Regions from separate parts of the Mus musculus genome. Here regions 1, 2, 4, 5, 6 and 7 are each linked to region 3. The links are chromatin contacts, called in public Hi-C, HiChIP or PLAC-seq and promoter capture Hi-C maps. All regions are on one chromosome and are shown on one strand. The core of a region is the stretch at or near the end of the contact, and the rest is flanking DNA. Distances in the headings are between cores, read along the strand shown.

What was found. Promoter capture Hi-C pulls out the DNA fragments that hold promoters and counts their contacts. Hi-C and Micro-C count contacts between places; a contact is called where the count stands out from the background. HiChIP or PLAC-seq counts read pairs in DNA pulled down with a chosen protein or histone mark.
Region 1: a promoter capture Hi-C map of embryonic stem cells shows a contact between it and region 3, with 2.1 times the contacts expected there. The contact joins the promoter of Fam169a here to the promoter of Aggf1 in region 3. A contact is called at or near these places in 2 of 39 promoter capture datasets (embryonic stem cells and hippocampal neurons).
Region 2: a contact with region 3 is called in an H3K4me3 HiChIP or PLAC-seq map of embryonic stem cells, with 5 read pairs. The contact joins the promoter of Jmy here to the promoter of Aggf1 in region 3.
Region 4: a promoter capture Hi-C map of pre-B cells shows a contact between it and region 3, with 3 times the contacts expected there. The contact joins the promoter of Arsb here to the promoter of Aggf1 in region 3. A contact is called at or near these places in 4 of 39 promoter capture datasets (3T3-L1-derived adipocytes, the C10 cell line, liver and 1 more).
Region 5: a Hi-C map of B cells shows a contact between it and region 3, with 7 read pairs. The contact joins the promoter of Hexb here to the promoter of Aggf1 in region 3. A contact is called at or near these places in 2 of 39 promoter capture datasets (liver and neutrophils) and 1 of 484 Hi-C or Micro-C datasets (B cells).
Region 6: a contact with region 3 is called in a promoter capture Hi-C map of liver, with 9 times the contacts expected there. The contact joins the promoter of Poc5 here to the promoter of Aggf1 in region 3. A contact is called at or near these places in 6 of 39 promoter capture datasets (the 3T3-L1 cell line, embryonic stem cells, liver and 2 more), 5 of 484 Hi-C or Micro-C datasets (CD4 T cells, CD8 T cells, LSK cells and 1 more), 1 of 115 datasets of contacts at active chromatin or transcription factors (fibro-adipogenic progenitors) and 1 of 9 other capture datasets (liver).
Region 7: a promoter capture Hi-C map of pre-B cells shows a contact between it and region 3, with 7 times the contacts expected there. The contact joins the promoter of Polk here to the promoter of Aggf1 in region 3. A contact is called at or near these places in 10 of 39 promoter capture datasets (the 3T3-L1 cell line, 3T3-L1-derived adipocytes, the C10 cell line and 6 more), 5 of 484 Hi-C or Micro-C datasets (B cells, CD4 T cells, embryonic stem cells and 2 more) and 1 of 115 datasets of contacts at active chromatin or transcription factors (stem cell-derived neural progenitor cells).

Annotation. Positions count from the first base shown.
Region 1 is chr13:97,069,628-97,073,196 of GRCm38.p6, reverse strand. Fam169a (family with sequence similarity 169, member A) reads right to left here and starts at 1,554. Exons shown (of 13, transcript NM_001100458.1): 1 at 1,486-1,554.
Region 2 is chr13:93,498,355-93,502,049 of GRCm38.p6, reverse strand. Jmy (junction-mediating and regulatory protein) reads left to right here and starts at 2,242. Exons shown (of 11, transcript NM_021310.3): 1 at 2,242-3,695. The coding sequence starts at 2,744.
Region 3 is chr13:95,373,894-95,377,191 of GRCm38.p6, reverse strand. Aggf1 (angiogenic factor with G patch and FHA domains 1) reads left to right here and starts at 1,835. Exons shown (of 14, transcript NM_025630.3): 1 at 1,835-2,346. The coding sequence starts at 2,134.
Region 4 is chr13:93,770,132-93,773,561 of GRCm38.p6, reverse strand. It overlaps Arsb (arylsulfatase B), which reads right to left and starts at 1,883. Exons shown (of 8, transcript NM_009712.3): 1 at 1,470-1,883. The coding sequence starts at 1,784.
Region 5 is chr13:97,196,663-97,199,945 of GRCm38.p6, reverse strand. Hexb (hexosaminidase B) reads left to right here and starts at 1,589. Exons shown (of 14, transcript NM_010422.2): 1 at 1,589-1,920. The coding sequence starts at 1,685.
Region 6 is chr13:96,386,333-96,389,686 of GRCm38.p6, reverse strand. Poc5 (POC5 centriolar protein) reads right to left here and starts at 1,393. Exons shown (of 13, transcript NM_026173.3): 1 at 1,156-1,393.
Region 7 is chr13:96,541,179-96,544,565 of GRCm38.p6, reverse strand. It overlaps Polk (polymerase (DNA directed), kappa), which reads left to right and starts at 1,987. Exons shown (of 15, transcript NM_012048.3): 1 at 1,987-2,239. Cert1 (ceramide transporter 1) reads right to left here and starts at 1,831. Exons shown (of 18, transcript NM_023420.2): 1 at 1,307-1,831. The coding sequence starts at 1,402.

The sequences.
Region 1 (3,569 bases), core at 305-2,804, 1.7 Mb before region 3:
GACAATTAGCTAATTTTTTTAAAGTTTCATTTATTCACATGGGTAATGGGGGAACTTTTACTTTCAAAAATATTCAGCCATTAAGTTGTTTTTCCCCTTCCAAATCAGCGTCAAGTCATTCACTGGACTCAGTCTACTGAAGGATGGAAAAGACCTACAGCATCAAAATAACTAGAAACAAATCTCTTGGAACCAAGAAAATACACAGGTCCAGGTTTAATTGATGATCACTGGAGTGGCAGGTGACTCACATAGGGGTTGTATCTGGGTTCACCAACCCGATCCTCCTCATAAATTTTAAAGATGAATCCACTATGACAGCCCCTCGATTTCTATGCATGACTGCCATCATTTGTACTGAAGTTTTATTACTAGTGAACTCCCCTCAGGTTCCTTTCACCACGTCCTCTATTCTAAAGAAGCAACGATTAAAAGTAAGTAAATAAATACTTGAGCCAAATCTATTTCATACTAACTATTAATAATCCTTGTAATTACTTCATAGAACAAGACATGGTTTGAACAGATGTACCTATACATACGTCCTACAATGTGCTTTTATGAAAATAAATAAATAAAATTTAAAGCACAACAAATCCAGAGCCATTAGAAGATTTTCCTCCAGGGCTCACATGTGTGTATTATGCAACAACCAGCGATCCAGATGTTAATCCCTGCTGTGATGCAATGATAAAATACCCAAGGCATGGAGCCCATTTACAAAACAAATTTAAACAAGAATTACTATATACTCAAGAATCTTGGAATGAGCCATTCACAGTTCTGAGAGAATTACATTTAAACTCTTCCTTTGGGTGATCTTTTAGCTGCGTGTCTCCCAATTCCCTCCCAATTCCCTACAAAATCCTCGTAACCGCGGTTTAATTTGGGTTTTTAAAAGGACCGACTGAAGGGGAAAGGGAGACCGGCATCAGGTGGTTACGTTAGAGTCTACTTTTGATAAGATAGCCGCGTAAATTCCCAGAAGGGATTCATCTATTCCGTCATTCTTGCCCATGCACAATAATCGTAGTAAAATACGACCCAGATCCCGGAGCCACTAGCCACCCCGGACTCGCTCCATCCTCCCATCTCCGGTGGCACAGGCCTCTCTCTCTCTCCAAGCTCTGCGTGATGGGCGGCTGAGAACCCTGGGACGGAACAGCAGTGACCCGAATTCTAAGAGAAGCGAGGACTCCATACAATACCTAGTCCGGGTCGGGCGAGCAAGCCGAGAGGGAGGTGCTGCGCGGCCGAGCCCGAGCCCCACCCCCACGCCGCGCGGGTCCCGCTACCCGGAGGATCCCAGGTGGGGACACGGGAGGGGGCGGCTCGGCAGCCGCCGTCCCCGCCGCGACCCCGGGAGGGCGAGCGCGACATTCCCTCACACAAAATGGAGGCCGGCGCACCTGGGGTCGCCGCCACCCGAGGAAGCCCGCGGCCGCCCCGCGGCTCGGCCTCGCACGCCACGCGCCGCGCACTCACCTCAGCCGCGCCGCGGGGGCCCGAAGGCGGAGCGCGAATGACCGAGCGGCCGCTCCCCGCCGCCGCCGTTGCCGCCGCCGACCCCGGCACGCGCGGCTCGTCCGCAGCCCACCGTCCCTCCGCCGGCGTGACGCACTAGCGCCGCGGCGCGCCCACCGCGAATCCCCCCGCCCCGCCGGCCGGCCGGCCTCGTGCGCCGCGGCGCCTCCTCGCCGGGAGCCGCCCCGCCTCGGGGCCGCGGCCGCCCGCTCGCCCGCAGGTGCGCGCTGCCCGCTCGCTCGCCCGTCGCCGCCCGCAGCACGCCCGCTCGGTCGGGCCGTATTAAAGAGTGACCTTGGCTTAGCCGGGAATAGAAGCGAGTAAGCCGCGGGGGCCTCGCGCTGAGCGAGCCGGCTCCTTTAAGGTCGACCTGCGCGGCATCCCCGCCTCGGGCCTCTGGAAAAATCGCCCGGGTGGGTGCGGCCTCCGGACCTCCCGGTGGGGAAGGAGATGATGCTCTGCAAACCTGGGGACGCCGGCTTCCCACCCCACCCCACCCCACCCGACCCCGGACACCACCAGACCCCACTGCCCCCCAGGAGCGCGCCGGAGAAAAGAATTTGCACAAGCCCCACAGCCCAGATTATGCCTTGAGATAAGGAACCATCGCGGCCCTGCGCTGACCTTTCCTACGTGACAAGCTAATCTGACCCCGGAGAGCCTGCGCCATCCTCTCCTCCCCCTTCCCTCACTTCATCCCTTACGGGATCCAGGGCCTTTTGCTAAGTACTCGAGAAAAATAAGTTCACTGGCATTTAAAGGATGATAATTCTTTTTTCTTTAAATAATATATGCGGTAGTAGAAATATAGATGCACAGCAATAATTTTGGATTTTAAGACTTTTTTTTTTGCCCTTAAATTCTGAGAAATTCATCTAATAGCAATGGCATTATGGTTCAGTTATTCAGAAAAGCTTAAAATTACTCCTATTCCTGGGAAGTATTACTAATCACAACACTGACCTTTTAAAGATTCACTAATTGGTAACTTCAAAGAATGCTTTTTCATATAGATCTATTTAAGCCCCCCCTTTTTTTTTTTAAATATAAAGGCTTTTTCTTTTTTACCTCCAGTTGCACACAATCAACCTTACATCTGTTGTGTTTATTTACAATAAATTATTACTAGAAATCTTGAGTTATATACATTTACTATTTTTAGTGGAATTTAACAATGAATTAATATCCAAGCAAGAATTTTGAATAGTTGGATTCCAACCATAGCTAATCATGAATGAGTAAAGTTATATAATTCCTGGATTATCATTTCTAGATCTGTTTGCAAGTAGGAGCCCCCAGGATAATCCCAGTGGCCACTTTGTAAAATTACTTTTGTTTTTCCGGCTCTGGCATCCCCCCCCCCAGGTGCTGCAGTAAAGACTTATTATTATAAACCTAGCCAGAGTGTGGCTGGGCTTTAAATTATTTTATCAATCAGTGGGAACCTGTGCCTGGAACACCTAGCTCCCCAAAGCCTGCTCACTGAGATAGAAATCAAAAGAACTACTCCTCTAGGCCCAAAAAGTGACCACCTGCACACAGTTAAACCTGCCTTCCTTCACGTGGCTGGCATTCTATCTGCCCAGACCGGAAGTGCTAACTTTCACACGTCTGGATGACCTAAGCTATCTTAAGTTAGGAAACCCTCCATGCACTGGGCTTTGATGGTTGCTGATAAACGTGGCCCAAAATCGAACCCTTCAGGTTCCCTGGGGAAGAATTCCTAACGGGTAAAATGACAACCGGTGTTTCTGTCTGCCAAGAGCTGCCCTATGCTCTGCTATTCTTTGTGGAGATTAACTTATCACAATCATCTCTCCAGTGCATACTAACGGGATTCCCAATTTACATAATGGGAAACCGAGGCATATAGATAAGCTGAGTAATTTACTCATTGTGACACAGTTAATGACCCTGGCCTTTGATTCAAAAAGCAAGCGACCTTAAGAAAAACTCTACACTATCTTCCTCTGGTTGAATTTTAACACATTCCTTATATCTTCCTGTTTGAACAAATTTCTCATTTAGGAGCAAAGGAAAAAAAA
Region 2 (3,695 bases), core at 993-3,492, 1.9 Mb after region 3:
TGGGAATTTGGCTTGTTTCTTTTCATTTGTCGGCTAACAATGACTAAGATAGGGGAAACTTGAAACAGCGAGACTTCCCATTTGAAAAAGCACAGTGGCAAGTATGTTAGGGGAAAATACTTAACACCTGTGTAAACATGAACCCGTTTCCCCTCCGTGGTTTGTGATAAGTCACAATTTTATAGCAGTAGATAGGTATGACAGTTAATCCATGTACATCAAATGTTGCTCTGTTTTGTGTGAGGTAGACTAACCTTGTGGCTCAGGCTGACTACAGGAGGCAATCCTACCCCAGACTCCCAGATGGTAGAATTGAGGTATAGCTACCAAGCCTGGCATTGATTTCTTTTAGGCATATTTAGCCTGCATTCTGCAGATTTATAAATGTATTGAATAAAGAGAGCTGGTGATTTCAAACTCTATCACAAAAAAAAAACAAAAAAACAAAAAAACAAAAAAACTAAGCAGTTATCTTTTTATCAAAAGGACAATTTTTCTGTAACGTTACTTGCTGAAGACTCCAATTTGCAGTGGGTTTCTTTCCTTTAGCATTTTATTTATTTTTGTGTTGCTGGAAATTGAACTCAGGATTTCATGAGTGCTTTGTAAGTACCCCAAGCACTGAGTAACACCCCAGACCCCTCTCCTCTCCTCCCCTCCCCCTCCTCTCCCTCTCCTTCCCTCCTCTCCCTTCCCCTCTTCCTCCTCTTCCCCTTCCCTCCCTCTTCCCTCTCCCTCTCCCTGTAGACCAGCTGGCTATGAACTCCCAGAGATCTGACTGTCTCTCCCTACTGAGTTGTGGAATAAAGGAGTGGGCCACCATACTTGGGTCTCTCCCAGCGTTTTCAAAGGTGCTTTTGATTTGCACGGAAGAGCTGACACATATGTACAAGCTTTGAAAATATGCAGCTCATTATAAGAATTCCAAAAGGTTGAAGTCATTTTTATCTTTTTCTGAATCTTGCTGTGTGTGTGTGTGTGTGTGTGTTTGGTCCAAGAGTAGGCATGGGTTTCAAAGCAGATGTTTAAAGTTTAAAATGTTCAGCAAGGCGGTGGTGGCACACGCCTTTAATCCCAGCACTTGGGAGGCAGAGACAGGCAGATATCTTAGTCCGAGGCCAGCCTGGTCTACAAAGTGAGTTCCAGGACAGCCAGGGCTACACAGAGAAACCCTGTCTCCAAAAAACCAAAACCAAAACAAAAAAAAAAGTTCAGCCAAGAGATAGGTCTAAAACTTTTGACTATCAATTTAGATGTCAGGCCAATACAAAACTGTGTGTAGCTGACAACGTGAGGGTGACTCAGATGATTTTCACACGTTTTAGAAATGTGGCTTAAAGTAAAAGAACTAATTCCTATTATACATTAGTGCCTGCTTGATGCCTTAGACACTGACAGGAAAGATGACGCCAATAATATAAAGTGGATTATAAACCTACTAGACAATATTAGGAATGTTTCAACACAATTTAGTATGAATAATTGGATTTTTCTGGCTGGTTTTTGAAACAAGGTCTTTTGTAGCCCCTGCTGGCCTTGAATTACCATATCTGGTTGCCTCTACTCACCAAGTGTTGGGATTATAGTTATGCACTGCCTTGCCAGGCTGATAAAAACTTTTTGTTTGTGCTTTCTGGGAACTCTGATAACTGAATACAATGTCAAAACTTTAGTGCAGTGACTGCCCAAAGAGATTCTCAGAACAGTACACAACGAGGAAAGCCGAAGCAATAAAAGAAGGATAAATTGAGACAAATGTTCACGCTCTTTAGGACGTGACTGAATTTTCCTACTGTTTTCGTATTCTCCTGAGTTGTTTTGCATACATGTCTAACTTAAATTGTGTCTGAAGGATGTCAGGGGAGAATGGAACCCTTTGGCTTAGCCTTGTAAAGCAAGGCAGAGTTCCCGGACTGTTTAGGACGCGTCTGAACACAGTTGGCGATCCAGATTCACTTAGGGTGAAGGAGGGCTACATCAAGGTCCTTGAACAAAGTCTCAGAGTCCCTCTGCCTTTGCTCCTCTTGCCGGGGGTTCAAAGCAACCTGTGCGGCCGGGCACACCAGTCTCTCATCTTGCAGAAAAGCGTCATCCCGCAGCCACAGACTCCGGGCCGGGAAAAAGGGGGCAGGGCTGGGGCCAGGAACGCGGCGGCGCGCAGGCGCGGCTGGAGGGACGCGGAGGGGGGCGGGGCGCCGCCGGGCGGGCGGGACGCGCGCCGCCGCTCCCGTTGCCGCTGCTGCCGCCGCCGCGTCAGCAGCGTGCCGCACGTGCCCGTGTTTACGTCCCTCGTGGAGCCGCAGACGTCACAGCCGAATGGCAACATTGTGGCGACGCTGAGACTAGCGCTTTAGGAGTCTGCTTTCTGGTTCTGGTTCTGGCTGGCTGGGCGCTGTTGGCCGGGGGCAGAGGGGCGGCGGGGAGGTAGGCCCCGGCGGGCGAGCGGCGGACGCGCGCCTCAGCACGCAGCCCCGCGGCTCCGCGCAGGCCGGTCCGGCGGCCCAGGGCCCTGCGCTGCGGCAGCGAGCGGCTTGTAAACAGATCCGGCCGCACGTGACCATGTGAACTACCTGCTCCGGGCCGCGTATTGTCTCTTCTGAGAGCCGCACCACAAAGGAGCCGGTGGGTGAGCGGCCGGCGCGCTAAGATGGCTGCAGGCGCCCCGCAAGGGTGAGCTGGGGGCGCGGCCACCGCGGAGACTCGGCCGGGCGGGCGACCCCCCTCGCCGGGCACCGGAGCTACCATGTCGTTCGCGCTGGAGGAGACACTCGAGTCCGACTGGGTGGCGGTGCGGCCCCACGTATTCGACGAGCGCGAGAAGCACAAGTTTGTGTTCATTGTGGCCTGGAACGAGATCGAAGGCAAGTTTGCTATAACCTGTCACAACCGGACGGCCCAGAGACAGAGGAGCGGTTCCCGGGAACAGGCGGGGACGCCCGCGTCTGATGGGAGTCGCGGTCCGGGCAGCCCCGCGGCCAGGGGTCGGTCAGAGGCCGCTGCCTCTGCTACAGCAGCGCTCCGGAGTCCCGGGCCACGGAAAAGCCAGGCCTGGGCCGAGGGCGGCTCTCCGCGCAGCGCGCGCAGCCTGAAGGGGGATCCTCCTCGGGGTCCCGCGGGCAGAGGACCGGAGAGTCCTCTCCGTAGCCCCGCGCGGGCTAAGGCCAGCCCGCTCCGCAGAAGCGCCGAATCCCGAGATGCGACCGCCAGTGCCACGCCAGCCCCGCCGGCGCCCCCGGTGCCCCCGGTGTCGTCGGTGCGGGTGGTGAGTGCCTCCGGGGCGGTCTCCGAGGAGATCGAGGTCCTGGAAATGGTGAGGGAGGACGAGGCGCCACAGCCGCTCCCGGACTCGGAGCAGCCGCCGTCTGCCGCGGAGCTGGAGTCTCCGGCCGAAGAATGCAGCTGGGCCGGGCTTTTCTCCTTCCAGGATCTGCGAGCCGTGCATCAGCAGCTGTGCTCGGTAAACTCCCAGCTGGAGCCGTGTCTGCCGGTGTTCCCCGAAGAGCCGTCAGGCATGTGGACGGTGCTGTTTGGGGGCGCCCCCGAGATGACCGAGCAGGAGATCGACGCTCTATGTTACCAACTCCAGGTATACCTGGGCCACGGCCTGGACACGTGTGGCTGGAAGATCCTTTCTCAGGTTCTTTTCACCGAGACGGATGATCCGGAGGAGTATTACGAAAGCCTCAGCGAGCTGC
Region 3 (3,298 bases), core at 586-3,085:
ATTGGGAGAGCTTGATTGCAGAGGCGAAGAGACCCTGAGCCCAGAACTGGTGCTACTTATATAGGCCTAGGAGAGGCGTGTCTCACACCCGGATTGGTTAAGCACTATGCCTCATTTGCATGGTCCTCATCTGATTGGCTACTCTCTCAGTACCTCACAGAACCTCATTAACATACCTCATTTGCATGTCTCACATCTGATTGGTTATATTCTCAGTACCTCATTAACATGTCCGGGCCAGGCAGTGACTTGGCAAAAAACTTTACTGCATATGTACACATTGGTTGTTTGCCCAAAACTTATGCGTGGTAGCCAGCAGTAGCCAGTGCCACCTGGCAACGGCACATGTGGCTTCCCACATGTTTATGTGTGTTTTGGTACTGGGTATCAAACCTAGGGTCTCACTTATGTTAACACAAGCTTTACTACTGAGCTAAACCCAAGCCTAACTCTTTGTTTCTTACTAAGATTGTTGCTATTCTTCAGGACAGCATATTGCTATGTTGCCTAGGCCAGACAAGAACCCAGGATCCTCCTGCCTCAGCTTTTCTTGCTCTGCAGCTCTGGCAGGCCAGGGACTTGCTCTGCCACAGGCTGTCAGTTCACCTGCCTCTGTCTTCTGAGTACTTGAATCACAGGCTTGTATCACCACATGTGACTCTGTACTTTTGAGTAAAGATTTTATTTAACCTTTGTAGCCGAACACTGGAAAAATTCACAAAATGAAAATAAATACTTCTCTTCAGTCTTTTAAAAAGCCCCATCGTATATATTCACTGTACACAGTACTGTGTCGCATAAGGGCATTTTCATACTTTTTTTACATTAAGTATATTCTTTCCTTTACCTTGGCCTCATTTCTCCCCCTTACTAATCTCTTCTCTTCCCCTACACAGTTGCTGTTACTCTCATGTCATAAAAATAATTATCTTTATCCTTATCTATTTATGCTATTAGCAGATCAGATAATATAGATAAATGATTTTATAAATCTATACAAAACCTAGGAACCATGTGTAAGAGAAAACACATGGTATTTGCTTTTCTGGAACTGGCTTAATTCCGTATCTCCAGATATATCTATTTGTAAATATAAACCATTTTGCTACAAATAACTTAATTTTATTTTAATTTATCGTTTAAAAATACATTGCGTATATATGCCATATCTTCCTTAATTCACAACACTGTTGTTAGTCACCTTGTCGGGTTTTGTAACTTAGCTATTATAATTAATATGCCAAGTCTCTCTGTGATATGTTGACTGGGAGTCAGGAGTGGCTTTGCTGGGTCACATACTGACTATGTATAAAAGTAAGGTTTTTTTATTCATATTTTTTTTTTTTTTAAAAAAAAGGCATCCTACAGAACCATCGCGATTATATGGTTGTTTTATGGTAACAGACTAAAGGAGAGCTCATAAGTAGTCCTCCAGTAACAGGAACGGGACAGATGATAGTGATGGTCTTGCAAAGCTATGTAAAGGACATGCTCTTAACAAAGCTATGTCGTGTGAATCCCTTTAGTCTGGGAAGAGAATTCAATGTTAAAGTTCCCATTATAAGGCGAACTTACAAAGTGCACTTCTAAGAATACTTGTACATTGGAAGAACCCTCGATTTTGAATGGGGAAACATTTCACCAATCGGACTCAAACTCCTACACTACAATACAAGGGAAACAATCGGAAGTAAAAACACAGGCCGTTGTTTGGGCACATAAACACCAATTTGTACCCAGCTCCTAGCCCCGTGTACCAGCGCGATCAGACCCTTCTAGCTTTCCGTCGCTTCCTTTTTCCGTCTTGGCTCCGCCCTCCTCCGGCTTAGCGTTTCCGGCTCAGCCCGGAACTAGAGGCTTCCGCTGGGTTCGCTTTAGTTCTCCCGTCCGCTGGCTTCCCGGAGACTGTCACCGGGCGGGTGTCCGCGCGGCCCGGGTAGAGTCGGCTTCGTCCCCAAGCTCGCAGTCCCGGCCGCCGTCTTCGGGGGCGACATGGCCGGGGCCCGCTGCGGTCGTCCGAGCGTGAGGCCGCCCCTCGCAGCCCGCGCGCTCCAGTGGCCCCTGGGCCAGTGGGCCCCGGTGTCGTCCTAAGCAGCCCGGTCCGCGCCCCGCGGGCTCGGCGCTCACGGCCGCATGGCCTCCGAGGCGCCCTCGCCGCCTTCGCCTTCTCCGCCGCCGCCCGCCTCTCCGGAGCCGGAGCTGGCGCAGCTCAGGCGGAAGGTGGAGAAGTTGGAGCGCGAGCTGCGGAGCTGCCGGAGGCAGGTGCGGGAGGTGGAGAAGCTGCTGCAGCACACGGAGCGACTCTACCGCAACGCCGAGAGCGACAACCAGGAGCTCCGCACGCAGGTACGCGGCTGCCGGGGCCAGACCTGCTCCACGGACCCTGGGAAGTCATGACAGCCCAGAGCTGGTCAAAATCCCAAAGACCTGTGGAGCCAGTTGGCCAGTGCCAGCCAATTGGTTTGGGCAGTTGTCTCAGGGCAGGCGAGAATGAACTTCAGCATGGGCTACATGGTCTTGATCGTCTGTCCTACTGGCAATGGGCGCATTTATTTGGGGGGGGGGGTCACGTTTAAGAGTTTTTTGTTATTTGTTTTGTTTGGTTGAGTTTTTAATTCTTATTTTGGTTGATACGAAATCTCCATTTGGGGCCTTGAACTTGCTGTGTAACAGAGGATGACCTTGAAGTTCAACTTTTGATCCATGTCAACACTTCCCAAGTGCTGAGGTTGTGGGCTTGCATTTTTCTCCACCGCCCCCCCCCTTCGCCCCCCAAACACACACATTTGGGATTCAATTGAGAATCTACGCAGGTCAGCCTGGCTTAGGTCTTAAAATGCAGCCCAAGTTTGACTCAAACTCAGACTCCCTCCTAGGCTGGGATTTCAGGCATGAGCCAACACCCACCCATCCCCTTTTGAGAACTTAGAATGCCATTTCCTACCTCGTGTTTCCCTGCTGTTTATAAAGTCAGGGTGATAATAGTGTACAGCAGTGACGTTTAAAAGCAGGAACATAGTTTAGTTTTACACTCTTGAACATACTCCATGTGTAAGGTGACCTCAGTTATCCTCTTGGGTTCACTTGTAGGAAGGTACATCCGCCTTTCTTACAGATACTAGAAATGTGTTTCATTTTCATAATCTGTAGTGAGGCAGATGCTTGACAGTGATGCTTAAAAAACAATACAGTTTTACCTTGTTCATTGAACAGTTGCATATTATCCTAACAAGTTATTTCCAGATACTTAATTTTAACCTAATGTTTTCTCCATAATTTAGTGTCTTATAAAACTACA
Region 4 (3,430 bases), core at 634-3,133, 1.6 Mb after region 3:
GCTCAAAATGCTTGCTGAATAAACACTTATAACCCATTACACAGTGGAGTGCATCACACTTATATTTACTGCTAACGCGTGTTTCCTTGAGTATCTGCTATCTGACATCTTTGGCTGACTTGTATCGAGAGCCATACTAACACCATGTTGTCTAAATCTCTGTATGAAGAAAGGCCAGAAGACTGTGACTGTGTGTGTAGGATAGAAAGAAAGAAAGAAAGAAAGAAAGAAAGAAAGAAAGAAAGAAAGGAAGGAAGGAAGGAAGGAAGGAAGGAAGGAAGGAAGGAAGGAAGGAAGGAAGGAAGGGGAGAAAGGGAAGAAAGGACAGAGACAGAGAATATCAGTAACCACTAAAAGTTATTAAATTTAATTTGATCATAATCACATCAGGATTTTAAAAACCCACCAAACTTGGATTGAGGGGAGCCTAATTTCATAGGTCTGAGACGAGTAGGTGCAGGAAACTAAGGATTGCAATTTATAGCCGTGTGACTCCCCCGCTGACATCCAATTTAGGCAAGCTATCTCCTCGCCTGTAAAGGGCGTTCAAGATAACTACCTCATAAAGTGGTTTTTAAAAACGTTTCAGTACAATAAAAACACTACAAGATACGTTCTTACTGTTCCCAGTCATTTAACATACACATACTCTGTGGGGGACATACTCTCTAAAGGGGCAGTGAAGAGACTCATGTGGGCTGGATTCACCCTCAAAGGTAGAAGAAATATCAGCACCCTTATTTTCATTGTAGGGGTACGGAGAACCTGGAAATGACTTCCATTGTTAGCCATGCACAGCGGAGGATCTGAGCGTGGGTGCTGGAATTTCCACGTTGTTGACATATGCATAGTTATAGGCAAGGGGGTAACTTAGTAAAGGAAAGATATAGGAGCCTGGGGTGCACCTTATCTCACCTGTGGCCTGACTCCCAGGTACAACAGGGGCTGAGAGAAAGCTTAAGATCTTTCACATACCCCACCCCCACGCTCATTCACTGAAGGCTTTTCGGGTGATGCGTCCCTTGTCAACAATCCCAAGTCTTTTTAGTGTTTCTAAATTAATCTCTGAAACTCCCATCTACATGGCTTCCTATCCTCCTGGCTCAAGTAGGTCACTCCTGATCTATGACACACCGCGTCAGTCACTAGGGTCCGTCCCAGTGCAGCCTCTCACTTTAATGGCCCTCTGGAGCTCCTTGGGCCTCCCTTTTCTTCTCCATCCTTTCTCCTCAGGACCTCGTCTATCCTTCTCTTTGGGGGTTCACAGACACAGCACCTCGAGATCCCAGAAACCCCGCTCTCCTCTGACCTAGAGAAAACGAAAGCCACTCCTGCCTTCGGCCACCAGGAGGAAGTCAGGCATGCGCAGTGGCCCTAGGCAGCAGCCTGGGGAAGCCAGGGTTGTCGAGCGCGGTCCGACTGAGCTGGCGGGCTCGCGGGGTCACGCGGGGCTGGAGGCCGCCTAGTACCTGATAGCGGCCGGTGAGCAGCTGGCTCCGCGAGGGCGTGCACAGCGGCTGCACGTAGTAGTTGTCCAGGACCACGCCGCCGGCCGCCAGCGCATCCAGGTGCGGCGTGCGGATGACCGAGCCGTGAAAACCCAAGTCGTTCCAGCCCAGGTCGTCCGCCAGCACGAAGACCACATGCGGAGGCTGGGTAGCTCCGGAGGCCCGGGCCGGCGACAGCAGCAGCAGCAGCAGCTGCAGCAGCAGCAGCAAGAGTGGCAGCTGCGGCCCGGGACCTCCAGGCCGGCTCCTGCCAGTGCACGGGCTAAGCTTGCCCATCCTTAGCAGCCTGCAGAGCCCGTGCTGCGGGCACCCCCGACAGAATCGGGAACTGAGCGGCCGGGCTCCCCAGCAAGATTTCATCCACCTGGGCGGGCCGCGGGCTGGGGAGGGCCGGCGTCCACGGCCTCCGCCTCCCGCGGGGGCCGGGGGAGGAGCCGCACAGAGCGCGCGGGCGAACTCAGCCGGTCCTTCCAAGGCCCAGAGGCCCGTTCTTTATTTTAGCCATGAACTCGAGAGCCACAAGTTCCAAAGCTGTTTCACAACCTTTATCTGATTAAATCTAGCCGCAAACTTGACAGCTAAGCACTATAGTTAGCGCTCCTTTTATCCCCAGAAGAAACCCTGTAATGGTTTGGACCATTACAGATGAGAGAAGAGAGGTGGTGCAGATGGTGTTTCAGATTCCTTTGTGCAGTGTGTACCCATGAAGCCACTTCCTTCCCATCATCAGTGGGCCAAACACATTCATTCTGTCTGCCCAGAATCTAAAATGAAATGGTGAAGTTTCATTTCAAGACATTCGGGGTATGCCCACCTAAGACTGTCTACTTGCTTACTCAATGTCTAGAGATGAGTGATAACTGTTAGGTGGAGAGAGAAAAAATGTGCGCTGCCTGAAGGACACACCCTCTCTGGCTGAGGCCGAGTCCGTGGGAGTTACTTTACAGCTTTAGAAGCTCTGGATGAATGATACCCTTGAAAAGTAATTATTGCTGATGTACTCAACTGACTTCCATGCGGTTGGCTGATGGGCGTTTGTGGTATTGTTCCTTATAACCAATTTTAATTTCTTATCGGTTTCTCACTAATAAATTAGATGAAATCACATGATGTATTCATTTCTGCATTTGTGATTTGTGTGAGAGTAAAAAAATTCTTTTGTGTGTGTGTGTGGTTTTTTTTTTTTTTTTTTTTTGAGACAGGGTTTCTCTGTGTAGCCCTGGCTGTCCTGGAACTCACTTTGTAAACCAGGCTAGCCTTGAACCCAGAAATCCGCCTGCCTCTGCCTCCCGAGTGCTGGGACTAAAGGTGTGTGCCACCACGCCCGGCCAAAATTTTCCTTTTTAAAAAAAGATTATCCTTGAATATATGTTTCCCTCTTAACATACATAAGAGTTTTCTTTGAAGTAGATAACTACTACTTATCCTTAGTAAAATATAGCCAGAAAGTTTTAAATTTTGGCATTTTTAAACCCAAAAACAATATCTTAGAAGAGTTGTTTGTTCGCTTTTGTGTTGGGGATAGTGTGGTCTCTGCATATTCTTCTACTCCATAATTGTTTTCTATAGTCCTCTCCTTTTTGTTTTTAAGCAGGTGCTTACTATGTACCCCAGGATAGCTCCTCCAGCTCTCTGTCCTCCTGCCTCTTCATCTCCCACTGACAGAACTGGGATTACAGTCCCAGGCCAAGGTCCAGGTTTTCCCTGCCCTTGATAAGCATCAAACAGCCTCCAGTAATACTGCTCCTGGAACTAAGCACCCACCAAAATCCCCGTGCCCTGCATTTCAACTGAGCATGTCAGCTGGGGGTGCCCTGGCAATGTGCAGGTGGGAAAAGTCTGATTTTCATCTGTATACTGAAGACCTATGGCATGCATACTGTGCGTGGTTCTTTTAAAAATCTCTCTACTGGTGTTCCTTT
Region 5 (3,283 bases), core at 340-2,839, 1.8 Mb before region 3:
GTTCTAAGAGAGGGGAAGAGACAGGGGTCTGGTGATATCGATTGTGTCTAGATGTGTTTATCTCCAAATACTACATACAGAGGCCTGTCACAAATTACTGTGTAAGTTGCCCTCATTATAAGTGGAATATTATTATTCCTTCTTTTATTTATCTAGGGGTGGTTATACTAGATATAATTCGGGTTATATTTCTGTGCTCTTGTAGGATACAACCCAATTTTTGAACTACTTAGCAGTCTTCTTTTTTTTTAAAAAAATTTTTTTTTCCTGTGTGTGTATTAGTCAGGGTTCTTTAGAGTCACAGAACTTATAGAATGTCTCCAAATATTAAGGGAATTTACTGTGATGACTTACAGCCTGTAGTCCAACTAACCCAACAATGGTCAGCTGTGAATAGGAAGTCCAAGAGTCTAGTAGCTGCTCAGGCCCACGAGGCTCATTGTTTCAGCTGGTCTTCTGCAGAAGTAGGTTCTAACAGATGTGTTGGCAACTAAGTGCAAGCAGGCGAAGAATGAATCCTCCTTCTTCCAAAGTCCTTATGTAGGCCTCAGCAGAAGGTGTGGCCCAGATTATAAGGTAAATACCAACAGGCTTGGATCTGGGACTTGCTTTGTTCCAGGCTGACCTTGAACTCAAAGCTCTCCTTGCCTCATTCTCCTGGGATTAAAGGTGTGTCCTACCTAGCCTGGGCCTAAGCTTTTCATGGCCACTATGTCTCAAGATCTCTGTGTCAAGATCTAGGTCAGAATCTTGTGTCTCCCAGCCTCAAGATCTGGATCACAGGTGAGCCCTCTAATTCTAGATTGTAGTTCATTCCAGATATAGACAAGATGACAACCGGGAATAGCCCCCACAATGTGTATGGGTGTTTTATCTGTATGTACATCTGTGTACCACATGCGTGCCTGGTAACCTCAGAGGCCAGAAGGGTGAAGTATTCCCTGGGACTGGAGTTATTGGCAGTTGTGAGCCACCAAGTGGGTGCTGGAAATTGACCCCCCCCCCCGGTTCTTTTTGAGAACAGAGTTCTTAACTGCTGAGCCATCTCTCCAGCAATCTTCTAGCATCTATTTACTTACTAAGTTGCCTTCCTGTGATTAGACATACTGTAATCTCTGATTACACATATGCACGTTCGCCCTAGCTAATCGTTATAAAGGTCCTTGGAAAACTATACATCGACATTAATCTCCACTACAGAAATATTCTCTTTGTATCACTTTAATATTTATGTAGTCCATCGCGTCTATCCCAAGTTTTAAATGCTCCCCCTATCTATTTTTTTTTCCATGCATAAATTTTAACCTCCCATTACTTCCAAAGTCAACTCCTGGGAATTCTGACTCGGGAGGTTTTATCAATCAGAGTCCACCACCGTCAGATTTAGTGACAAAAACACTACCTGAAGAGTGGAGGAAGAGACAGGTCTTGCCTGTCAGTGGGCTGCACAAACAAGTTCCTCAGGCGTGACAGGCGTGAGCCACACCCCAGCATCCCGGCTAGAGCGCGACCGCCTCTGCACCGAGCCTGCCCCCAATTTCCGGGCCAATCCCCTCTCGGAGGCGGAGCCCGGGCGGGGAGCTCGGTCATCTGACTTGGTGACCCGGGCACGGATGCTTTCTTCCCAGCGACCCAGACTGGAAGGTTGGTCCAAAGACTGCCTAGCCAGACTCGCGGAGCAGTCATGCCGCAGTCCCCGCGTAGCGCCCCCGGGCTGCTGCTGCTGCAGGCGCTGGTGTCGCTAGTGTCGCTGGCCCTAGTGGCCCCGGCCCGACTGCAACCTGCGCTATGGCCCTTCCCGCGCTCGGTGCAGATGTTCCCGCGGCTGTTGTACATCTCCGCGGAGGACTTCAGCATCGACCACAGTCCCAATTCCACAGCGGGCCCTTCCTGCTCGCTGCTACAGGAGGCGTTTCGGCGGTGAGCAGCCCCACCCAGCGGGGAGGGGACCTTGGGCACAGAGAAGGATCGCCGGGCTACTTGGGTCTCACAGGACTGGAAGACAGCATGACTAGCCAGTCTAACTTAGGTCCAAACTTTGCAGACTGAAGCCCAAGACTTGACCTGTTCATGCTTCTTCTTTCGCGCCCTAGGTGCTCAGGGACCCTACTTAGGATGGGTTCCGAATAACAACGGCCGGGCGTGGTGGCGCACGCCTTTAATCCCAGCACTCGGGAGGCAGAGGCAGGTGGATTTCTGAGTTCGAGGCCAACCTGGTCTACAGAGTGAGTTCCAGGACAGCCAGGGCTATACAGAGAAACCCTGTCTCCAAAAACCAAAACAAAACAGAATAACAATGGAACCCGTGACTCTGCTGGAGTCAGTTTGTTGGGCCTCAGATGGGCAGTTGAGATGACTCCAAAGATAGGGAGGGAACAAGGTCCTAGCCTGCAGAGTGAACCTCCTCTGAGTGCATCCTTAGATACGGATCTTTTAAGGGCCCTAGGTATCCCCAGTGTCGCTTTCAGCTCCGTATGTGGCAACAATTCAGATATCTTTAGTCTCTTCAGTTTTTTTTTCGTTAAGTGTATATGACTGCATGAATTTATGTGTACCGCATGTGTGGAGATACCTGCAGATGCCCAGGGCATGAAATTTTGGAGTGAGCCCCTAATGCGGGTGCTGAGAGCCGAACCTGGGTCCTCTGTAAGAGAGTAAGAGTTCTAAACCTCTGAGCTCTGGGGTGGTAGTCAGGGGAATGGGGGAAACCTTAAGTTGAAACTTTATAGGAGACCTCCCCCTTCCGAGCTATGTTCCATACCTAATAATGTTAGGTATTCAAATGTTAGTCTTTCCAAATGGCCTTTCAAGTGGCTCTTAAGTAACATCTGCTTTTCTTCTTGTTTTCCCAACACTTGGCAGTAGTTGCTCTGTCTTCCTCTCTAATAGGTTTCCTAAAAACCCTTGCCTCATTTAGCACTTAACTGTCAAGCCGGGCATTCTCTGGGCACAGAGTGCCAGCCATAGGTAGGCACCCTTGCCAAGAACAGGGGCTGTGCTAACCTTATTGGTTGCAGGGTAGATTGTATTTGGGACGGTATTTGAATGGGATCCCCCCTCTGCCCTCTCGATTTGAGACCTGGGCGGAAGGGTCTGCCCCCTGGGAACTGTAATTTGGTGCTAGCTGTGTCGCCTGCTTTCACTTCTTCTCTGTGTCTGGTGCATATAGCTATAACTTGATTTTGCCTGCAGGACACCAAACAGCTGACCAGGGAATGCAAAACAAAGTTAAGGGTGGGTGTTTTAGGCTCTTTGCTGTGGAAGGTTCAGTGGAAGAGGCCCT
Region 6 (3,354 bases), core at 144-2,643, 1.0 Mb before region 3:
AGATTCAAACATGATTTCAAAGGAGTTCATAATCCTAACAGAGGACTGCTCTGAGAAGAGGAACCTAAAACTGCTAGCTTTTAAGGAACAGTGAAGTGTCAGGAGAAAGATGGGAGGCAGCCAGAACACCGGAATTGTGTGGAGAGCAGTATGAGGGTCACTGGCCAGAAGGGGGCAAGGAAGGCCCCCAGCATGCAGATCAGGAGGCTGCCTTGACACCCGTGACAGTTTCAGCTGCCCCTGGAGCAGGCCTCAATTATAGTTTGCTAAGAAAACAATTGAGATAAAGACACTGAAGAAGAAGGGAGAGATGCAGGGAAAACCACAGAATAGAAAGCCAGGGTGCAGCCAGAATTGTGCAAAGGGAATTTCTCTTTTATTCAGCATTGGTATGGTTCCAGAGGATAAGTAAACTAAGTCTGAGCTGTGACTGTCTTTCATTAAGCCATGCAGGGAAGATAAAATAGGCATGGATCTGCATCGAAGAATGAACACTTCACTAGTCTCAAATCAACCACTGTGGTAATTTGATCCGTTTTAATTTTAATTACATTTTCCCTTATGACTTGTTTGCAGACCTGGTAGGCAACCAGAGTTGGGAATTGTGGATTATTTTAGTAACAAATGAGCTGGTATGATCAGACGCCAAAATTGTTTCTTAAAAACATATTGCGGTCAGAAAGCGATCGGACTTTTGGAAAATACGTTATCTGCCATTTATCCCTGCTCTTTGCAAACAGGCAGGAGAAATAACGTGAGACGAAAACAGTAGCATTTCTTCAGTTTCTGGGTTCAGAAGAATGGTGCTTTAGAGGGTGACACGCACCATTCCACTACATTCTCGGCACTCTTTAACCTAAGCTGAAACCACAAGATACTTTGAATGCTTCTCTTTGCTACTGGTACAACTTAACTGAAAAGCGGACTCGGGGAATTCAAACGCAATCTCTAAGAGGCGGAGAACGAACCAACGTGTAGCTGGCCGCAAGGTGACTTCTCCCGTCTTAACTGCACGCAAAGAGAGGGCGAGCACCAGGCCCTTCCAAGTTTTCTTTCACCATCCTCCAATCCGGCCCCATTTAAATCTAATTCTTTCTTAATAAAAAACAACGTTCTGTTTGGCTATGTCCCCACGTCCTAAAGAACAGGACCTACTTAGTTCGCATCACTTGTGTCTTCTCTTTCTGGCACCTCCAGGGACGATGCTCCCAATCCTGCCAGGGAGGAACCGGCCTGGGCGCCGCCACCGGGATCCACCGTCTCGGCGAAACCTCGGCTCCTGACTCGCTGCGACAGACGGCGTCGCCGCCGCAACCAAAGCAAGCACAGCGGCTCCCCTAGCAGCCACTTGACAGTTTCAAACTGAGGGCCCTGATGAAAGACAGCCCTAACTATTGGTCCACAGCTTCAGCAATCTTAAACTTGATTGGTCCGTGGTAAGTGGGCGGAGCCCAAGGTATCTCCGCGGGACAAGCCGGAAGTAGGAGATTTACAGGCAAAAGCCGGCCCAGAGTTCCCAGAACAGAGCGCATGCTCGGTGCTGCTCTGTGCCTGAGGACTACTACGGGGCGGCACTGCAGACAAATTTAATTATCTTCGCAAATCTGTGAAAGCTGAGTGCTGTTTATTTTCAACAATGAGGATGACATAGGCATAAAGCCTCGAGATTTCGTTTCATGCACAGATAACAGGCCGCAAGGCCACTGGCCCGGCAGCTGCTCTCTTAAAAACACAAATGTCCGATGCCCTCTATTGATTTCTTTAGTTTTGGGTTAGGGAGTTTAACGAATAATGTAATTATGAGGATGAGGGTATAACAAACTGCCAGCCTAAGTTTTTTGTTTTTTGTTTGCTTGTTTGTTTGTTTTTGACTTGCAACTCCAGGGCATTTCCCTTGGTTTATTCTGTGTGGGGTATTCAAAAATTTAAACATAGATCCTAACTTTGGTGACATCTCAGCTAAAATAAAATACAGAAGGCTAAACAGGGAGAATCCAGTGTAATTCACTTCTAAATCCATAGCAACGTAATTTAATACTGTAAAATTGTTTACTATCACAGACCCAACAGATAATTCCCAAAGTAGCCCTTGGCAGCTACTTTAAACCAACATGACTGAGTCTAACCAGCCTAAGTTTTACTGATGACCTAACTGCTGTAAGCTGCAAACAGAAACTTTTGGTGGAATATCGCGACCTTAAAAGACAGAACACAATTACAACTTAAAACTTGGCTTTAGTAAGTACTCATTAACACCTTCGGTAATGCTACCCACATAATACGGTCTAGGGAGATAAAATGAGTTAATATATTAAAACAGACATTTCGGACCCCAGACTAGAAAAGAATAATCTGTTCGATCCCCCCCACCCCTTTTGTAACCTACATGATGTCACTTTCTTTTTTCTGTATACGGAAGTGGCACAGCTGCAGCCTCACCTACTTCTGTTTGTCAAGAGTTAGACTTTTATTATCTTTTAAAAGTTATGCTCTCTCTCTCTCTCTCTCTCTCTCTCTCTCTCTCTCTCTCTGTGTGTGTGTGTGTGTGTGTGTGTGTGTGTGTGTGTGTGGTGAGGGGAAATAGTCTCTATTTTCACCACGTGTGACCTGACTTGGGGGTTGAACGCAGGTCATAAGGCTTGGTGGTAAGTGCTTTTACCCATTGAGCCATTTCACTGGCTCTTATATTTGAATGATAACGAAGAAGATCACAAAAAATTTTTGTTGGCATTAGCTGTGTTGATTTCCTCCCCTAAGCTTATTTTAAAAGACAAATTACTACCACTAGAAATAATTTTATACTTCGTTCTAATAATTGTTGTTCAGTTGAATACTACATGGTGACCCTGTTGTGTTTTATAAAAGGAGCAGGGGTGGTGGTGGCAGAGGTGGTGGCAGGGGTGGTGGAAGGGAGCATTTCAACGGGCCCTGCCAAGGTGTCCCCCAGAACAACCAACCCATGTGACAGGCCAAGTATAAAAGGGAGTTTATTTGGGACCTGGGGGAGGGGGTAGAGGCAGAGAAAGGGGAACAGAGAGAGGAGAGAGGAAGAGGGGAAGAGGAGAAGAGGAGAGAGGCCAGCTGGGAACATGTGAGAGGGTGGGAGGGAGGGAAGGAAGGAAGGAAGGAAGGAAGGAAGGAAGGAAGGAAGGAGGGAGGGAGGGAGGGAGGAAGGAAGGAAGGAGGAAGGGAGGGAGGGAGGGAGGGGGAGGGGGAGAGAGAGAGAGAGAAAGAGAGAGAGAGAGCATTTGAAGCTAGGCTGGTACCTGGTTATTGCTAGGTAACTGTTGGGCAGAGCCTAGAGGAAATGCTAGCAGACCCCTGCCACTGTAATCCAGTTTTTTCTTCCTCATC
Region 7 (3,387 bases), core at 738-3,237, 1.2 Mb before region 3:
CAATACTGAAACCATCACAATAAAATTTCAAAAATAATCACAGAATTAAATACAACATAATTTTCTACTATGTAAATAAAAGTTAACACTTGGAAGCCTTGCATCTGGCATTCTTAAGTCTATCCCAGGCCTTTTCAATCTAGGACACTGTAGATACTTTAATAGCCTAAATTTCAGACAATTCCAGAAATGATGTTCAAGAACACTAGAAGCAGAATGATTTCTTAATGGGCATTAGCACATGACTTAGTATCTTATGACCAGCTTGTTAAGGGACCAGCCCTGATTCTCCCTCTGGAAACTAACTGCTTGCTCTAAGCATTTCTTAAAGTTTAACAGGAAAGGACTGGGAAGTCATAAAGACTGAGTCTTCCCACAACAAAAACGTAAAATACAACACACTGTGAAATATTAACAAGATCACTTATTTCCAGCCCTATAAATTCTATCTAGGCTTAAAGGAAAGAAAGAAAGAAAGAAAGAAAGAAAGAAAGAAAGAAAGAAAGCTGAAACGGTGCTTTTAAAAGTACAGAGGCAAAACAAAACAAAAAATGTCTTTCCTTTCTGTACAAATACTGCATTACTAAATAACGCTCCTTTTCCTGAACTAAAGGTCGGTCTTCCTTCTGACACGTTCCAACTTACTATTAATATTTCTTATCCACAGCTTGCCAATTCAATAGCTCTTTTCTGAACTTGGACAAGGAGGGGGTAAGGTACAAAAGTGCCGCACACGCTTCCTACACCAAAGATCACTCACACCTCAAAGTTTACTATCTCAGATTTCAAGGCCAAACCCAGTCAACTGGTTTGCCTAAGTTACACCAATTAAGAGCCGAACAGCACCTGCCCCCATTCTGGTAGGGGCCTCCAAAATACAGTCTGAAAGGTCGATTTCACCGCCCTCCTGCCCAGCACTTCTTCAGACACCACGGGTTGCCCAACCCAGATTCCTACACCCCAGACAGCTGCGGCCTTGGGTTCCAAGTTACCAGATGCACCTTGCCTCCCGAACTAGATCACGGATTTAATACAAGCTTTCCAAGGTCCTCCGCCAAAGCTGACAGGATCCAGGAATTGGGGGGCTAGCGGTAAGGACAGTCCCAAGCACCTCCTATCCCATCCCTGGCCAGGCACTCATTCCAAGACGACCTTTCGGCCCCGCACCCCAGCACATTCCGCAGCCCCCGCCCCGGGACAGTCGGTGCCTCCAGTCCAGCCCCACCCCAGGTCCCGAGCGGCTCCCCCTCGCCTCGCGGCAGGTGAGTCCCGGCAGCGGATCCACGGTCCCCGCGGGGCAGCTCACCTTGCTGAGGACCCCGCAGCGCTCCACAGGCGGCCCGGACTCCGTCTCCGGATCCTCCTCCGAGCCCGACGAGTTCCAGCTCTGGTTATCCGACATGGAGACGCGACAGCCGAGCAGGAGACCGGCCCCCGCTCCGCGAGCTGCGCCAGTGCAGGCGCCTAGTCCCTGGGGTGAAGGGTCGGGGGATGGCACCGCCAAGAGAGCCCGCTCCGGGGAGTGAGGGAACAGGAAGAGGGACGAAGCGCGCCCGCCGCGCCGCCGCCGCCGCGCCTGACACCGAGCGGACCGGGGAAGGAGGACGAGCGGCGAAGAAAGCCTGCCCTTCCAGCCGTCAGCCGCCGTGGCCGTGACCCCTGCGCTGCGCCCGGCGCCGCCACCTGAACTCGGCCCCCTAGATGCCAACCTCAGTCAGGGAGGGAGGAGGGGAGGAAGACGGGAAGAGCCAAGCCAACGGCAGAGACCCAGATCCACTCACTCACACCTCCGCTACAGCCGCCATCTTCCTGCCGGGTCCACTATTTACCCTCCCTCCTCTCTCAGCTCCCTCCCCTCCGTCCTCCCATCCTCCCTCCACCCCGCCCCGGGCCCCTCCCGGCGGCTCGCGACGCTCCCTACCTCCGGCCCTCCCGGGTGACGACGGGTAGGGAAGGAGGCGGAGCCGGGAGAGGAGAAAGCTGAACAGGGAAGCCGCTGCGCTGCATTCTGGGAAGGCTGGCGCTCCGTCCGCCGCGCAGCCTCCTGGGAGTTGTAGTCGCAATCCTAGGCAACTGGTGTGTGTCCTGGGCGCGCCTAAAGGCTGGTTGCCTAGGGGAACCTTCTGAAGGCAAGTGGGCTTCTTTTGAGAGTTGCGTGCCCCTTTCCGTCCAGCCTGGCTTCCGATTCTGCCTTGCGTGTTTGTGACGAGCCAGCGAGCCGGGACGTGAGAACCCTCAGGTGAGGATGGTGGGCTGTGCGACGCTGCTTTCCGGAAAGCCCGGGAACATCTTTGCAACTTGCCTGGGCAAAAATGATAGGGACTCCGTCGCTTCACTCAGGTTAGGAGTTTATGATCTCTCCAGTCGCAAACTGAAGATTTGCTTCCTCTCTAAAACCGTCACTGTTAATTCCGAAGGACTACTGTCTATGTCTTCGGAAGTAGACTTAATATTTGACGTTTACTGCTGTTGGAGGAAGAATTCCTTCAGACTATTTTCTCACTGTTAATTTATAGAATTTTTATCTCGTGCAATTAATGTTGAGGTTGTCAGAGAACAAATAACGTTTAAAGAACTTCTTAAAAAGGAAATTAGGGTCATATTATATCCTGAAGTTTTCTCTTAGTTGTGAACAAGTATCTCCCCGGAGACCCATGTTAACCATCTTTTTCCTCCCCGGAAGACAGGATAACTTGGATAGAAACTTTCTATCATTAAGATCAAAATGCGAGTTTTACTAAATAATAAGGAATTAGGCAATAGGTAGCTATCAAATTCCTGATCATTTCCAACTTTGAAATTCCTTATTTAACTGCAGAAAGAATTTCTACCTGCTACCCAGATGGAAAAGTAAGAAATTTTGAGTGTTTGGGGGTAGGGTGGGGTGTTAAGGCACAATGACTAAGAAAAAACAAACAAACAAAACAAACAAAAACTCTGGGAGCAATCGAAGAGTCCTACACTCCACATGACAGGAAGTAGCCCTGAGAAGTTCTTGTGTAGAAGCATTCCTGGAGACTAAATGCAGTAGAATCTAAGTCTACTGTATGTCAGATACAAATGATTTTCCATCGTAAAATCATGACAAACATAACTGAAAGATATTCAAATGAATAAAACCTTAAGAGATAAAGATTTTAAGAATACCTTATCAGGGTGTTAAAACATAGCCCAAGGAGATATATGTACACACACACACACACACACACAGAGAGAGAGAGAGAGAGAGAGAGAGAAGAGGGCAAACCACTTTGTAAATTACAAGAGTATGCATTTAGATAGTTTGCTTTGCTTACTAAGTCAGATATGAATAGAATTTCTGATTCTTGTGCTAGGTTTTAGAATCACTGCTCTTAAAGAAAGTGGTTGTAAATATTGAGGAACTCA